5 separate regions of the Mus musculus genome follow, and regions 2, 3, 4 and 5 are each linked to region 1. A link is a contact called in public HiChIP or PLAC-seq and promoter capture Hi-C data. All regions are on one chromosome and are shown on one strand. The core of a region is the stretch at or near the end of the contact, and the rest is flanking DNA. Distances in the headings are between cores, read along the strand shown.

Evidence for each region. Promoter capture Hi-C pulls out the DNA fragments that hold promoters and counts their contacts. HiChIP or PLAC-seq counts read pairs in DNA pulled down with a chosen protein or histone mark.
Region 2: a contact with region 1 is called in a promoter capture Hi-C map of second pharyngeal arch cranial neural crest. The contact joins the promoter of Cluap1 here to the promoter of Hmox2 in region 1. A contact is called at or near these places in 4 of 39 promoter capture datasets (embryonic stem cells, maxillary cranial neural crest, pre-B cells and 1 more) and 1 of 115 datasets of contacts at active chromatin or transcription factors (pancreatic cancer cells).
Region 3: a contact with region 1 is called in a FOXA1 HiChIP or PLAC-seq map of pancreatic cancer cells. The contact joins the promoter of Zfp174 here to the promoter of Hmox2 in region 1. A contact is called at or near these places in 1 of 39 promoter capture datasets (cranial neural crest) and 2 of 115 datasets of contacts at active chromatin or transcription factors (microglia and pancreatic cancer cells).
Region 4: a promoter capture Hi-C map of pre-B cells shows a contact between it and region 1. The contact joins the promoter of Naa60 here to the promoter of Hmox2 in region 1. A contact is called at or near these places in 5 of 39 promoter capture datasets (cranial neural crest, liver, maxillary cranial neural crest and 2 more).
Region 5: a promoter capture Hi-C map of pre-B cells shows a contact between it and region 1. The contact joins the promoter of Eef2kmt here to the promoter of Hmox2 in region 1. A contact is called at or near these places in 1 of 39 promoter capture datasets (pre-B cells) and 1 of 115 datasets of contacts at active chromatin or transcription factors (pancreatic cancer cells).

The regions. Positions count from the first base shown.
Region 1 is chr16:4,725,069-4,727,861 of GRCm38.p6, reverse strand. Hmox2 (heme oxygenase 2) reads right to left here and starts at 1,501. Exons shown (of 6, transcript NM_001136066.2): 1 at 1,391-1,501.
Region 2 is chr16:3,907,684-3,910,449 of GRCm38.p6, reverse strand. It overlaps Cluap1 (clusterin associated protein 1), which reads right to left and starts at 1,441. Exons shown (of 12, transcript NM_029738.2): 1 at 1,297-1,441. The coding sequence starts at 1,318. 1700037C18Rik (RIKEN cDNA 1700037C18 gene) reads left to right here and starts at 1,761. Exons shown (of 3, transcript NM_028484.2): 1 at 1,761-2,000. The coding sequence starts at 1,997. Gm41410 (predicted gene, 41410) reads left to right here and starts at 1,797. Exons shown (of 4, transcript NR_153801.1): 1 at 1,797-1,845.
Region 3 is chr16:3,845,782-3,848,481 of GRCm38.p6, reverse strand. Zfp174 (zinc finger protein 174) reads right to left here and starts at 1,259. Exons shown (of 3, transcript NM_001081217.1): 1 at 208-1,259. The coding sequence starts at 609.
Region 4 is chr16:3,883,206-3,885,912 of GRCm38.p6, reverse strand. Naa60 (N(alpha)-acetyltransferase 60, NatF catalytic subunit) reads right to left here and starts at 1,294. Exons shown (of 7, transcript NM_029090.3): 1 at 1,107-1,294. It also overlaps a transcript of Zfp597 not described here.
Region 5 is chr16:5,254,668-5,257,367 of GRCm38.p6, reverse strand. It overlaps Eef2kmt (eukaryotic elongation factor 2 lysine methyltransferase), which reads left to right and starts at 1,412. Exons shown (of 8, transcript NM_027446.2): 1 at 1,412-1,527. The coding sequence starts at 1,432. Gm15983 (a long non-coding RNA gene) reads right to left here and starts at 1,405. Exons shown (of 3, transcript XR_003951974.1): 1 at 1,357-1,405.

The DNA of each region.
Region 1 (2,793 bases), core at 252-2,751:
GAGGCAGAGGCAGTGGGATCTCTGTGAGTTGAGGCCTGTCTATAGAGAAAGTTTAAAGACAGGACTAAATAATTTTGAGAGAGCCTGACTCAAAGGGGGGAAAAAAAGATTTAGGCTGGGCACTATAGTGCAAGCTCATCATAATCCTAACAGTTAGGAGCCTGAGGATCTCAAATTCAGTTAGTGCACACTACATGGCAAGATTTCCTTCTCAAAACACAAAACACTGGGTAGGGTTGTGGGCTCAGTAGTAAAATACATGCTCATCTTGTTCAAACTGCACCGCCAAAAAAAACTTTCTTAATAATTATGTATTAAATGACATTTATAATAACTATTATAAACTGAAGCACTATACCAGAAATAGGAACGCACAAAACCTTCTACATGACTAGACTGTTTAAGGCCAGTATGACCACTTAAACAAAACCATTTCTAATCTCTAATCCACTTCTGAAAAAATCACAGGATGTCTATGCATAACTAAGATCTTCAGTGCTGTTATCTCGCCTGTGGAATGTTCGTGGATTTACTTCACGAGTCTCTTAATATTCTCACTTTATAGGTAGTAAAACACTCAAGGATTTAGAAAGGACTGGAGAGCAAGCGCTCTCCCTCAACTGGACAGTATATGATATTTCTGTCTTTCGGGAACACTCCCTTCTCTAGTTGAGTTTGCGGTGCCCACAATTGAACACAGGCCACAACTGGTCCTTCAGAACCAATTTAAACGGCATGACACAAGACAGTCCTTGTGCAAGCAGTGTGCAAGGCGGTCCAGGCAGTTCTTACAGAGCAATTAAGTCACCTGGAGCTCTGTGCTTTGGTGGTGACAGGTGACCTCCTGGGCCAGACCAACCGGCTACATCTACGACTGAGTCCTCCCAGTCTTGCACTCAGAACCACAGGTCACTCATCAAGTCCCCACAGGGATTCTAAGGGATCTTGCCACCGAGGGGAGCCACTGAAGGCTGGCCAACAAGGCCGCCACGCCCCGGGCTCCTCCGGGACCTCAGGTAGGCTCATGTGCTGCGCTGCTGCACTAACTTCGACCCCGGAGTCACCTCAAGAGCATTCGTGACGCTGGGAGGGGCTATGCCCCACGGGAACACCAGAGGACTCTTGGGGATGGAGCTCAAAGCCGTCTAGAGCGCGACGTCCGCGGTTTCGGGCTCATTTGACGCTCAAGGCCCGCTCGGTGGCCCCTCTCCGACCCCCAGTCTCCCGCTCGCTCGCTCGCCCGCCTCAGCCCGCTTCCGGCCACCCCCCGCCCGACGTCCCCTCAGGCTGAGGACGAGTCGCGGGGGGACAGCGGAGCAGAGCTTCGAAGAAGGCCGCCGCCATGCAAGGACCCGGGAGGGGAGGACGGGGCACAGAGCGGACCACTCACCGTCAGTGGCTCCGCAGGTCAGTCAGTCTCCGCGTCTGCGACTCTCTCTGTACCTTCGCAGCCGAGAGGGCGAGCGCCAGGACGGTAGGACGTGCGCACGCAGCGAGGGGCGGAGTCACCAGGCCACGCCCCCAGGCGCACGGCAGCTAGCGGGAGGCTCTTGGGCGAGCCGACACTGCCTTCTGAGAAAGCTTCGGGAGTGGGGAGTAGTAATGTTAACCGGAGAGGAAGGAAGCGTGTCAGCCAAAGCCAACTGCTTGTTGATCGAGAGTGGGGGCTCAAGCCTGGAATCCCAGCACTCGGTGGGGGACAGGGGTGGGGTTGAGGCTGGAGAATTCAAGAGCAACCTGGAGAATTCAAGAGCAACCTGGGCTACAGTGTGAGCATTTGTCAGTGCTCAAACAAAAACACAAAAGGGTTGGGAATGTAACTTGTTGGGGAAGAATTAATAGATTCTTTTTGGGGGGGCGGGGTGTTTCGAGACAGGGTTTCTCTGTATAGCCCTGGCTGTCCTGGAACTCACTCTGTAGACCAGGCTGGCCTCGAACTTAGAAATTCGCCTGCCTCTGCCTCCCAAGTGCTGGGGTTATTAAATGCATGCACCACCACTCACTGCCCAGCACTTAATTACTTTTTTAACTATTAAAGTTTTGGTTTGGTTTTGTGCTGGAGATGGAATTCTAGATTTTGAGTAAGCTCTCTTACTGAGTTATGCTGAGGGACATTTCTGTGCACTCTGTATTCTGTCTGATTCCTGTACCCAGAGGTCCAGCTCCAGTCTCGACTTTAGTATGACTCAGTATTTTATAAAATATTATTCTCTATCACCTCCTGATTGGTTAAATAAAGAGCTTAATAGCCTATGGCTGGGCAGGAGAGGATATGGCAGGACTTCTGAGGCCAGAGACAGAGAGAGCATCTCAGGTGGGAGAGAAGGGAGACAGGAATCCGAACAGGAATGAAGGAGGAGGAGCCAGAGCAAGCCTGAGAAGGCAGGAAAGGTCCACATGGCTGGGAAGTAGGCCAGCATACTTGGTTAGAATAGCTTAGAGTCTGCCTGGCTCTGCGCCTCACCTTTATAATAAATATAAAGGTCTCCGTGTCATTAAGCAAGGAGGACATAGAAAAGTTCCTTACTTTTGCAGAGTTATGTCTCCCCAACCCAACAAATGTTCTCTTTCTACCTCTCTATTATTCAGGTGCACGATGCACCCACAAGCTAGGAAGATTTCCACACTAGAAGCTTTAACCAAATTTGCAGAATCTTTTCCTACTCAACACTATTCACAAAAAAAACAACAAGTTCTGGAAGCAGCCTAGATAATCTAATTGATGACCAAAGTATGAAGGCAGTTTCTGCATGAGCAGGACCAGGGTGTTGGATTTTATTGGGACAGAGTTAC
Region 2 (2,766 bases), core at 192-2,691, 820 kb after region 1:
ACTCATGCTTACGGGTATTCAAAATGTACATTCAGCATTCCAAACAATCTATCTGGGCAACAAAGCAGGGCAGGCAGACTCTGCTAGGTCACGAAGAGATGGTAGAAAGATAGGAAGCATCCTTCCCTTATTTCTTTCCCTTATATCACACACACACATATATCCCATATATGTATACCCTTTATATTGCAGCTTTTCCTTATACCTCTATGAAAAAAGTCAGGTTTTGCCTAAACACTCCTTTTAGCTAAGTAGTAGCTATCAAGTTCTCCACTGTTATAAATGGTGACAGTCTCATAGATTACACACTATACAGCATTTATTTAAGGTAAAAAAATATAAATCAGTATAAATTCTGAAATACTCCTTTTAAATATTCTTTCCAGTACAATGATCACTATTCAATGATCCCAGTAAAGTGCCAGCCTCATCAAAAACTACGTGGGACAGTCATAATTACACTGTTTCAAATACCCTCAAACCCTAGACAACACGACCCTAATAGCTGCTACTCTTCTGTAAGTGAAGTAAGATTTTTTAGGTCACACAGTCCCATCACTCTAGCTGTGTGAACCAGGGGTAGCTATACTACTTAACTTGCAGTTAAAACTAGGAACAATAAGGGTGAAATATAATCACCTGCCACAAAAAGGATGTTTCCCCCAAAGAGTATAACGAGTAAGAGTAGTCTGCTTCCCCACTCTCTAGCCAAGTTCTCTGCCCAGTATTTGGCATTCAGGCAAGCTGGATTCAAACTCTAAAGCAACTCGTTCAATTACTTTGACCTCTTGCTGCCTGTTTCATCTCTAACCAGGGCACAAACCTGCTAGGAGTAAATGAAATATTGCCCACATAGAGGACAGCATGTGACAGATTGTAACATACAAACAAACAAAACAAACCCTCAAAAATGAACAAAACAACCTAGCAGCACTAGCCATCCATTCATCCGGCCACTTCCTCGGCTTTACTGGTTCTTTCTACAAACTAAATGCAGAAGAAGTCTCCATTTCCGCAAGACCTTTCTAATGCGGCTGCAAATGTGGCCGTGACAACCAGAGATAAAATGAGGTGAAATTAAACATTCAGTTCTTCAGCGGCTCGAGACACATTCCCAGTGTTCTAGCTACACGTGGCCAGTGACGGACCGAACTTTCCAAAGGTGCTGTAAAGTTCTGTCAGCCCCTGGCTGGCCCAGGGACCCACGGCCTGCCTGGGCCCACGGCTCTGGCAGGGGTCCGGCAGGGGAGTCTCGAGATCCTGGGAAGCCCACGGGAAAGCCGGGTGCAGCCTTACTGCGGAGGTCGCGGAAAGACATGGCGCTCTGGTCCCCAAGAGTCCACTGGGGCGCCGCTGCCCGTCTCTGTAGAGTTCGCAGGCCCAGCGCTCTCCGGTCTCTATAGCAACGCTCAGAGGCCTTGGACAGCGTGCGGACCAGGCCAAACAGGACAGGAAGCGAAGAGGGGTGGTGAGCGCAAGCGCAGGACACAGACCAACAGGTGGCGCCAAGCACCTTGCGAGCTGCGCAACGTCATAGTCTTTCAGAGAGCGCTTTTGGCTCTGGTCCCGTTGGAACTCTCATTACCTCACTGATATATGGAGCACATTATAACCTTTTGTGACCGAGTCTCCTTTGTATTTGTAAAAGCATAGCTAAACCCCGCAGTCGAAGCCTCATAAAGTATCCACAGAATGACAGGAACGAAGATACCCTACCCTGGGCAGAATTCGAGACCTGTACCCGGAAGGCTTTTGTGCACGCACAGCTAGTCAGTATTCCCGACAAGCCGGAAATTGGCGCCCAGACTCGCGCGCCAGAGGTTGCCCTGGAAACTGTGGAGCGAGGTAGTGCTGGTGTACCACGCCTAGGGTGTCAGGGTCAGCACAGGCTCTACAGAGAACTCTCCTTGGTGACTGCTACGAGTCGAGGACAACCGCGACAAAAGCAGGGCTGGAGAGAGGAGAGCTGTGCCAGGAAGGGTGGGCGATAAGGAAAATGGGTAGGTGCAAGAAGTAAAGGTGCCCTTGGCTAGAACACGGTGGTACTGACCAAGAGTAGATACTTAAGGACAAAAATATGTGGGGTAGGGCCATACATTCGTGGCTAGTCTAACATGGGGGACAATGCATTTGAACAGTCTTTGCAACAAATGGTTTTGAAACAATGAGCAATCCATAGCAAATTAATATCTATGTAAAAAACAATGGTTCATACACCTAGATGTAAAACCTAGAACTAAATTTTCTATAATGAAACAGAGTTGTGGTGGAGTTAAGATTCTAAAGAACCTGTAGTTTTATATTTCTACCAGCAGAATAATTGTTCCAGTTTGTCAGAATGCACAGGAAAAAAATTGGCATTATCTACATACTGCTTAACCTATGAGAAAATGGATAATTAGACAAGTGTCACCCAGAACCATCTTCTCAGCATGATTCAGATCTCTACAGGTTTGTTCTCCAAATCCTCGTTCTCCCTGCCACAAATGAGGAAGCCTAGCGAATGACTTTCCAGCATACCAAAGCCAATTTGTCTTATGTGGCTTGCTCTGAATCTAACATCAACAAATTTACCCTAGGTTTCTGGTCTCTTCCCTTGCCCGCCTCCCTCCTTGCCCCTGACATACCATACTCTCCCAAACTAGGAGGTCCAGGAAGACTAGTCTTTACTGTGACATCATAAGGACCAGTTGCTATGGGAGACCTGCAGATCCACCCCCTAGACAGGGGAGAGCAGGCCCTACTGCACAGAAGGCCTGGCCACTC
Region 3 (2,700 bases), core at 10-2,509, 880 kb after region 1:
ATAGCTTAGTTCTCTGCTTCCTCACTGGGTGCCAGTGGCTCGGTTTTCTGAAACCCTGGTTATGGCTTTGGGGGATAAGGGGATTCCTCCAGGCTGGAAGCAACTTTTGAAGCCTGGAATCTCTAACTAGGGATCATGAGACAAAACACTACCTCAAAAGACAACAAAAACATTACCTAGGACCCACAGAAATAGGACCCTCCTTACCCACTGCTTTGGTTTTTTGGATGTTCTGTGCAAATCTTCCACCAGAGTCACAATCTCCCTGCTGCTCTTTGGATACCGATGCCAGACCTGTGCCTGGATCTCTGGAGGTAGGATGACCAGAAACTGCTCCATCACCAGGAGCTCCAAAATCTGCTCTTTAGTGTGTAGTTCAGGCTGCAGCCACTGTCTGCAGAGCTGTTGAAGGCAGGAGAGCGCTTCCTGGGGCCCAGACACTTCTTGATAGCAAAAGTGTCTGAAGCCCTGGCGGGAAAGCTCAGGGTCAGGATAGGCTTTTTGCTGAGGGGGGCCACGGTTTTCTTCCAGCTTCATTATTATGTGTCTCTCTTGCTTGTCAGAATCCTCAGTGTGGGTGCTCAAAGTTATCTCCATTCTAGCTGCCATTTTGGGGGCTCTGGGAACAATGTGTCACTCTAATGGTAAACTGATTATGTCTTCTGGGTCCTTGCTCTGGAGAAATCTGAAGGCTAGAAAAATGTTAGGAACGAAGCCTCCCTGGAAGGACTGCAAAGACATAGCTTTCTCATTTGCTAGTCTTTATCCCAGACTCTGAAAACAAAATAGTTCCCGGTCTTTTCGTCAGTTTTTAAGGAGAAAAGTCATAATACCCCAGAAGGGCACTGGAGAGAATATTTTATTTTTGTATCTGGCGAAATTCACAACGCGTTAGGGCCGGTAGAGGAATCCCCAGGGAAAGTTTAAGCTATCATCTTGTGGGTAGCTCGCACCAACTCTCCGGCATCTGGCAGACACCGACCTGATCCAGCACCTCTGAGCGAAGCAGAGCCAAGGCCACAGCGCGACCAATGCGTGGTTAAGGATAGGGAGTGCGGCTCCGCGGCCCAGTCAGCTCGGACACGCAGCTCCACAGCAGTGTTGGGTGTCAGTTCCAGTAGCCACCTGCGACACCACGTTCTGAGGCAGCTCAGAAGCCAGTGCCCGCCTGCAGGTGACCCACCTTGCCAGAGACTGGACACCGGGAACCCTAGAGCACAGTCTAGGGGAGGAGCCGGAGCCCCGCCACGGAGACGCCCACTGGCTCCAAGAGCTACCCACGGGAAGGCCCGCCTCTCCTCTACAGGACTGGGTCTCCAGGACACTGCTAATCTTTTATTGGCTGTTTGATTTATCAATCAGTCGCAGTGCCTCTTGGGAGTCGTAGTTCAGTGGCTAGTCCCGGAGCGTTCGCAATGTACTGCCTAATACCAGATAGTTGGCAGTCACTCGGTTGGCTGAGGGAATTTGGGGCAGCAGAAAGTGCGAGGGGTCCAGCGAGTCCTCCGTATGGGGGGCTTCAGGTCAGGTCTCATATTGGCCGGGAGGGCCTCCCTCTTAGGACATGTCTGTGGTGTACTTGAAACAGGACCCAGGGGTTGGACGAACCCGCTGAAACTCATTCTCCATAGCAGGATCTTAACTTTCTTCGACCTCGCCTCTAGGCTTTTTCCTATTCTTGCGTGGTCTAACCTTCGCAAATGACTCAACGAATGCAAACACGTAGGAAACAAAGTAGTTTGCCCACTGCATGGGCTATCTTCAGAGTCTGAGGTAAAGCCTGACAACCTGGTACCATCTACGATGTGCAATGGTGAGAGATCAGTCTCTGTCTTCACAATCAATGAAGCAATAATTATGTGATGAATGGAACTTACGAGGTCAGTGTGGGGGTCATTAAACCAGGAGAGCATCTATTAGACTTTCTTGAGTTTCACGAAGTACGGGATATGAGAGAAAGTGTAAGGCAACTACAACTTCTCTTACTTGAAGACCAACCTTAACTTTTTCCGTACACATCTTCGTATGCTTGAAGACTTTGGACCCTCTCCCCACATACTAACAGCTTAACATTTCCAAAAATAGTTTCTCCTATGATTTTTGCCTTTCTTTCACAGCTCTCGTTTATTTTAAAATTTATTTATTTAAAGGTGTATGGTGTTTTGCCTGCCTGTCTGTCTGTGTATCACATGTGCCTGCTGCCCATGAAAGCCAGAAGAGAATGTTGGAATCCCCTGAAACTGGAGAGTTGTGAGCTCTGGTGTGGGTGCTGGGAATCAAACCCAGACCCTCTGGAAGAGCAGCCAGTGCTATATACAGTGAACTGCCTCTCCAGCTCCTTTTATTTTTATTCGTTATATATAATCTTTTTGTTGTTCTGAGACTTCTCACAATGTAGCCCAGTGTATAATCCTTCAACCTCTGCTTCCTCAGTGTGGATGAAAGGCATGTGCAAGCATGCTCTAGAAAACTTTCAATTTTTTTCCCTTAAGGCTGGGAGATAGCTCAGTTGATATAGTGCTTGCCAAACAAGCATGTGAAAAATCTGGATGTGATGATGAGCTCTTGTAATTCCCATACTGGGGAGGTGGAGGGAGAGCAGGTGGATCATTGGAACTCCCTGCCCTCCTACACTAGCCTAGGAGCTAATTTCTAGGCCAATGAGAGATCCTGCCTTAAAATAGGAAGATGGAAAAAAGA
Region 4 (2,707 bases), core at 45-2,544, 840 kb after region 1:
CGGCATCCTCTAGTTTTTAATCACATTGTACTAACTCGCAGTTCACTGGTGTGTGCATCTCTCTCTGTGTGTACTTATATGCTGTTTTTGTCCCAGACCTTCCTCTTCCTGACATTTCGGCTGGTAACAAGGTCACAGGCCTTCTAAAACTCTCCTCCATGTCACATGGTTTTGTGGACTCAAGTCTTTGCATAGATGATTTCGGGAGTAACATGACTTTGCCTGCTGGGTCACACAAGCCAGCAGACAAGCCAAGACTAATTCAGGGATTTTATGTTTCTAGTACTTTGAAAAAGGAAAAGCTCTTTGGCAACTTCCTTAATTAGCACTCCAGACACCACAGGAGCCACAGAGTTAGGCTGTGAGTCTCTTCTTTCAAGACCAAAGGGTGACAAGAATGACCCAAAAGCACATGGCTCTGGGACTTGGCAGAGTTAAGAGATCAATAAAGGAGCCAAAGTTTATGTTTATTGCAGCCTGGCTCCCCAAGCCTTGGGTTTTGACACCAGCAAGGCAGGCATTTGCTGGAGGTTCAGAAGGCCCAGAGTACCCTCTCCACAGCCCCAGCCCAAGACAGCAGCACTGGTCATAGATCCCCTTTTCTCCTTGGCAAATGTTTTCTCCAATTCAGAAGAAATAAGTCAGAGGCGATTATGGAGGGTCCGCTTAGCTTCCATGTGCCGGAATACCAAAAGTACTGCTGGAATGAAAAGACGCGACAGACCTAAAGCAGGGTCCTCGGCTTTCACGCGTGCAAAAAGTCGACAATTACCCCCAGCTCAACAAGTCCCTTAAGGGAGGCAGGCTGGAGCTAGAAGAGTCGACCAGACCCTTCACCTCCAAAACCAGAGGATGCCGCCTTTCCATCTCCCAATTCCTGCAATTACTGGCTGAGGGTCCCCAGAAAGGCCAATTCCCGACGCCCCACCGCGCCCCTCGCCGCCGTCACGGAAACAAACTGGGCGCTAAGAAGCGCCCCGCGCAGGGGTGGGTAAGGGGCTCTCCGGAAAACCCGGCCTCCCACGGGCGGGCAGTGCCCTCGGTGTCGCGACAGCGACCTCCTCACCGCCCCGATTTGCACCCGCCGAGGCCCCCGGCTGCCTCACCTCGGACGGGAGCCGGCGGCAGCGGACGGTGTCTCAAGGCTCAGCGCATCCTGGGGGAGCCGGGAAGCCGGACGTGGGACTGCGCGGTCCCCCGCGACAGATTATGTAACCGGCAGGGGCCGCAGCCGGGACAGGGAAGGCGGCCCCGCGGCACTTCCGCCTCTCCTGTGCTGCCGGCGGCGCAGCCCGGAAGATCATTGGCTGCTACGCCATGTGGCACCGCCCTCCCTGACGCCGCCGCCACCATGTTGGGAGCTGGCAAGCCTCTGGCCGCTGGCGGGACCTGCTCCCGAAGCCTCCCGCACTGGCGGCGGAAGCTCAAGACAGCTGCGAGCCGCCCAGCTGCCCTTGCGTGCATGCGTGGACACCGGCGGCGGCGGGCCGGGGTTTCCGCGCCTTTCCTCAATCAAGCGGGTCAGAGGGCGCCTTTCCTCGATCAAGCGGGTCAGAGGAGCTCCGAGGCCTCCCTAGTCCTGAGACGCACGGCTCCGCCGCTGGCCTGCTCTTCCCCCACTGGAGGTTAGTATTAATAGATGCTGGCGCTGGTGATTGCTAGAAGCCCTGACTCAAAAGGCACCGCCCCGCGCTCGCGCTGACAGCCACAGAAGGGTGGTCGTGAGCTATCATTGCAGTGGACAAGTGACATTGGCCTTCAGGGCTGGGTGGGGGTGGGAGTTCTATATCCAGATGTAATTCAGAGATAATTCAGTTCGTGTAACCAGAGAAAAGCTTGCTGACCAACAGTTTATTCTTTGCTTTTAGATAACTAAAATGGTATGTAGTCAAAGGCTCAACCAACCTTAAAAAAATATTAATATCCAAGAAATACATCAGTGCTACATCCACTCCAGTAGTGACTCGCATTACAGGTTTAGAAACCTGGAAGCAGTCATGAGGTGAAGACTTTCACGGAAACTTCGCCTCCTGGAGCCTTGGCATTCCAATAGCACGTATACTCAAACCCTGTCCCAGCGTTAGTCTGGTGTATGGATTCGTGTGCTCTCTTTCAGTATTGTTTTATTATAAGTGCCTTTAAGGATTGATTTTGACATATAGCTAAGCCTTTGTCAGTGTTCCAATGTCCTGACCCTGAGCTTGGAATTCAGTAAGAATGTTACCTATTCAGTAACATTCAAATTCACTTCTAGTAGAGACAGTGAAAATAATCAGACATTACAATTTACTAGAACAGAGCTAGAAAAGCTCAGGGCCAGTCTGCATAGTAATTACTTAGAACAATAGCTGAGTTTCACCCAAACACAGGAATACACAATGGCCTAGGAAATAGGTGGGTTGGAGTATTACTCATGAAAGGGTTAGTAGAATGGAATTCCCCTGGTGCAGGTTTTTCACTAGGCCCAGAGGAATAGCATAATCAGGTATTTACTAAAGGACCACTGTAGGTGGGTTTAACAATAGACTAGCATTGCATCAGAGCATTCACCTGGCTCCTGTGTTTGGCTGATCTTAATTAAGGATTGTTTCTATTCTCAGTTGTAAACAAGGCCTGGCTCCCATTATCTTTTTATGTATGCATTTTCTTTGTTTTGTGTAAGAACCAATGTACCTTGGCAAATGTATTCGCCTAGCCTTCTTGTTTT
Region 5 (2,700 bases), core at 163-2,662, 530 kb before region 1:
TAGCAAGACACTGTAAAACAAACCAATAATGCTACTTCAATAACTCAGTGGGTATAGGCACTTGCCAAATGGCTTGAGTTCAACCCACATGGTAGAAGGAAAGAACCAACTTCTTCAAGCCATCCTCTGACTTCTATTTATGTGTGGTGGATCACAAACACACACATACACAAATAATCAATGTAAAGAAATTAAAAGGCAAAATCCCACAGAAACAATCATAGTTCATTTTATTTAAATCAAGTCAGCTCAGGGAATAAAAGACCAATCCCATCTTGGTCCCCTATGCTGGCCTGGATTTTTGGAGGGTCACAGACCTGACTGTAATTAATTCCCTTCTGTTGTTCTCCAAAACAAACCTCAGGATTTCTTGTCTAAAGGAGGTAATGGGATACAATCTGTCCCCTTCATCAACATTCTGCAAGTATATTTAACAAGCTAGCTCTAGAAGCTTCCAAATGGAGATTTTGAGACATTTGCTAAACTGAACTGTTACACCTTGAATGACAGTGCACACTTGGAGGACAACAGGGGTGGCTTGCCAGTGTCCTGCCTTTCAACTCTAGGGACTTTGAACAGAATACTCTGCCACCCACTGCAGCTAACTCCCACTCTTAGTTCAGATTCTATTCCTTGCAAGATGAAACAAAACTCCTGCTGGAAGCCTCTGCAATTCTGTGCACTAATTTTCAGAGCAGATACTGTTACTGTTATATGTGTGTGTGTGTGTGAACACATATACACAAATAACGTAAAGAAATTAAAAGATGAAACCCCACAGAAACAATCTCAGTTCATTTTATTTAAATGAACCCAGTTCAGGGAATAAAGACCAACTCCTTGGTCCCCTATGCTGACCTGGCTTCGTGGATGTGTGTGTGTACACGCGCGCACTCGCGCGTGTGCGTGCGCAGGTAGGCTGAAGGATCCCAGGTATCACTTCCTAACACCCAGGTGGGGTTAGACCCCTCCAAAAATCTTCCTCGGCTACTTCGAGGGCAGACCCACCCTAGCCTCGCCCCCGGCTGATCTGAGCTCGCCCCAGACCACCCAAAGACAACCGGCTAAGAGTTGCTCAACCTCAATCTCAGCCCCACCCCCATTCCCGCTCGGGCCCACCTTCCAACCCCCAGTTCCTGCCAAGGACCGCCCTCTGAGCCCCGCCCCCAAGCCAGTCTAGGCTTCGCCTCCAAGTTGCCAGCTCCAGCTCCAGGAACTGTTTAAAACGCTCCCCAGTCAGGCCCAACCCGGCCCGGTCCGCCTCTAACCCTGCCCCACCGTACTCCCCGCCCCGCGGGCACCATCTTGCCCCGCCTCCTGGGCCGGAACATAGACTAGCCCCCGCCCACATCTTACCTCCTAGTTGCCACGCCTCCTCCGTCTCAGGCCTCGCTTCCGCCCGTTTCCAGGCAACCCTGGCCCTGCCCCGCGATGGCGCCTGAGGACCACGAGGGGGCCACGTCTCTGCTGCAGAGTTTCGAGCGCCGCTTCCTGGCGGCTCGCGCGCTGCCCTCCTTTCCCTGGCAGGTGGGCGGCGGGCGTGCGGCGGGTATCAGGGTCGAGCACCACGGGCGGCGGGGCCGGGAGTCTCGGGCCGCCTTTGCTCACCGCTGGACTGGGGGAGGCAGGCGGGCCCTTCCCCGGCAGGGTTTACAGGGTCACGAACCGGGCTGGATTATTTTAGCAACTTTTAAGCCAGTAATCGGTCATCTTGGCGACTGCAAAACAACTTTGAAAAACTAAACGTCTTCAAATGGCAAGAGCCGCGCTCTCCTGAAAAGGAGGCCAGGTCCCCATCCGAAGGGCAGGCTTCAGGCAGAACCGTCTCAGAGGGAGTTCGGACTGAAAATGGTGCTTCCCTGTGGCCTGGGGACCTGCAGCTCGGACGCGAGGATCCTTTAGAGCGTGCCTCGCTGTTAACTCTTGTGCGGTGAGCTCACCGGCATGAGTTACTATAGATTTGTATTCCTCCAGAGTCTACCCGGTTTCGTTGGGTGGTTTGGGTAGTTGTATTATTTCATCGACATAAAATATCTCTGGTCTTAACGCAAAACGAAACCCGAATAACATATAAGTCCTTATTCAATGTCAACTGTAATAATAGTTCATGTGCTGTGCTAAGTACTTGCTCAGGGTCACCCACAGTGCACAGCACTGGCGTCTGTGGTCACTCCATTTGACCAGGAGTTTAAGAAGGAAAGAATCAGAGCTCTGGCCGGGGAGGCCAGCTTCCTGCTTATAGTTCTAATTCAACCCCCTGTGTGCTGTGGGACTTTACAAGAGGCTACATCTCTGTGCCATCATTTCTAATTAATACAGTAAAGGATACAATGATAGCAGCCTCTTGCTACTAAACAGCTGGACTTCTTTTCCTTTGCCCAGCTAGAAATCATAGATAGACAAAAAGTTCTGGGAGTGCTGATCTCTGCTGACTGTGTTTTTCTGTGCCGGCTGTAGGCAGACAAGACCAGTAATTGCAGGTTTCTTGAGTGTAGGGCCCTTGGCCCTCCGGGAGTTCTTAGGACATTTTTGGCTGCGAGCTTCCCAGCAGGCCAAGGTATTGGATTTCTTCAGCCCTTGGCAGCAGCCCTTAGAAACATACAGCTCTTGTGCAGGTCTTGGAAGTGCGGATTCATTAGCTCTTGACCATGGCCAGCCTGTCTGCTTTTACAATTCTGCCGTCCACTGTTGAGCCTTGAC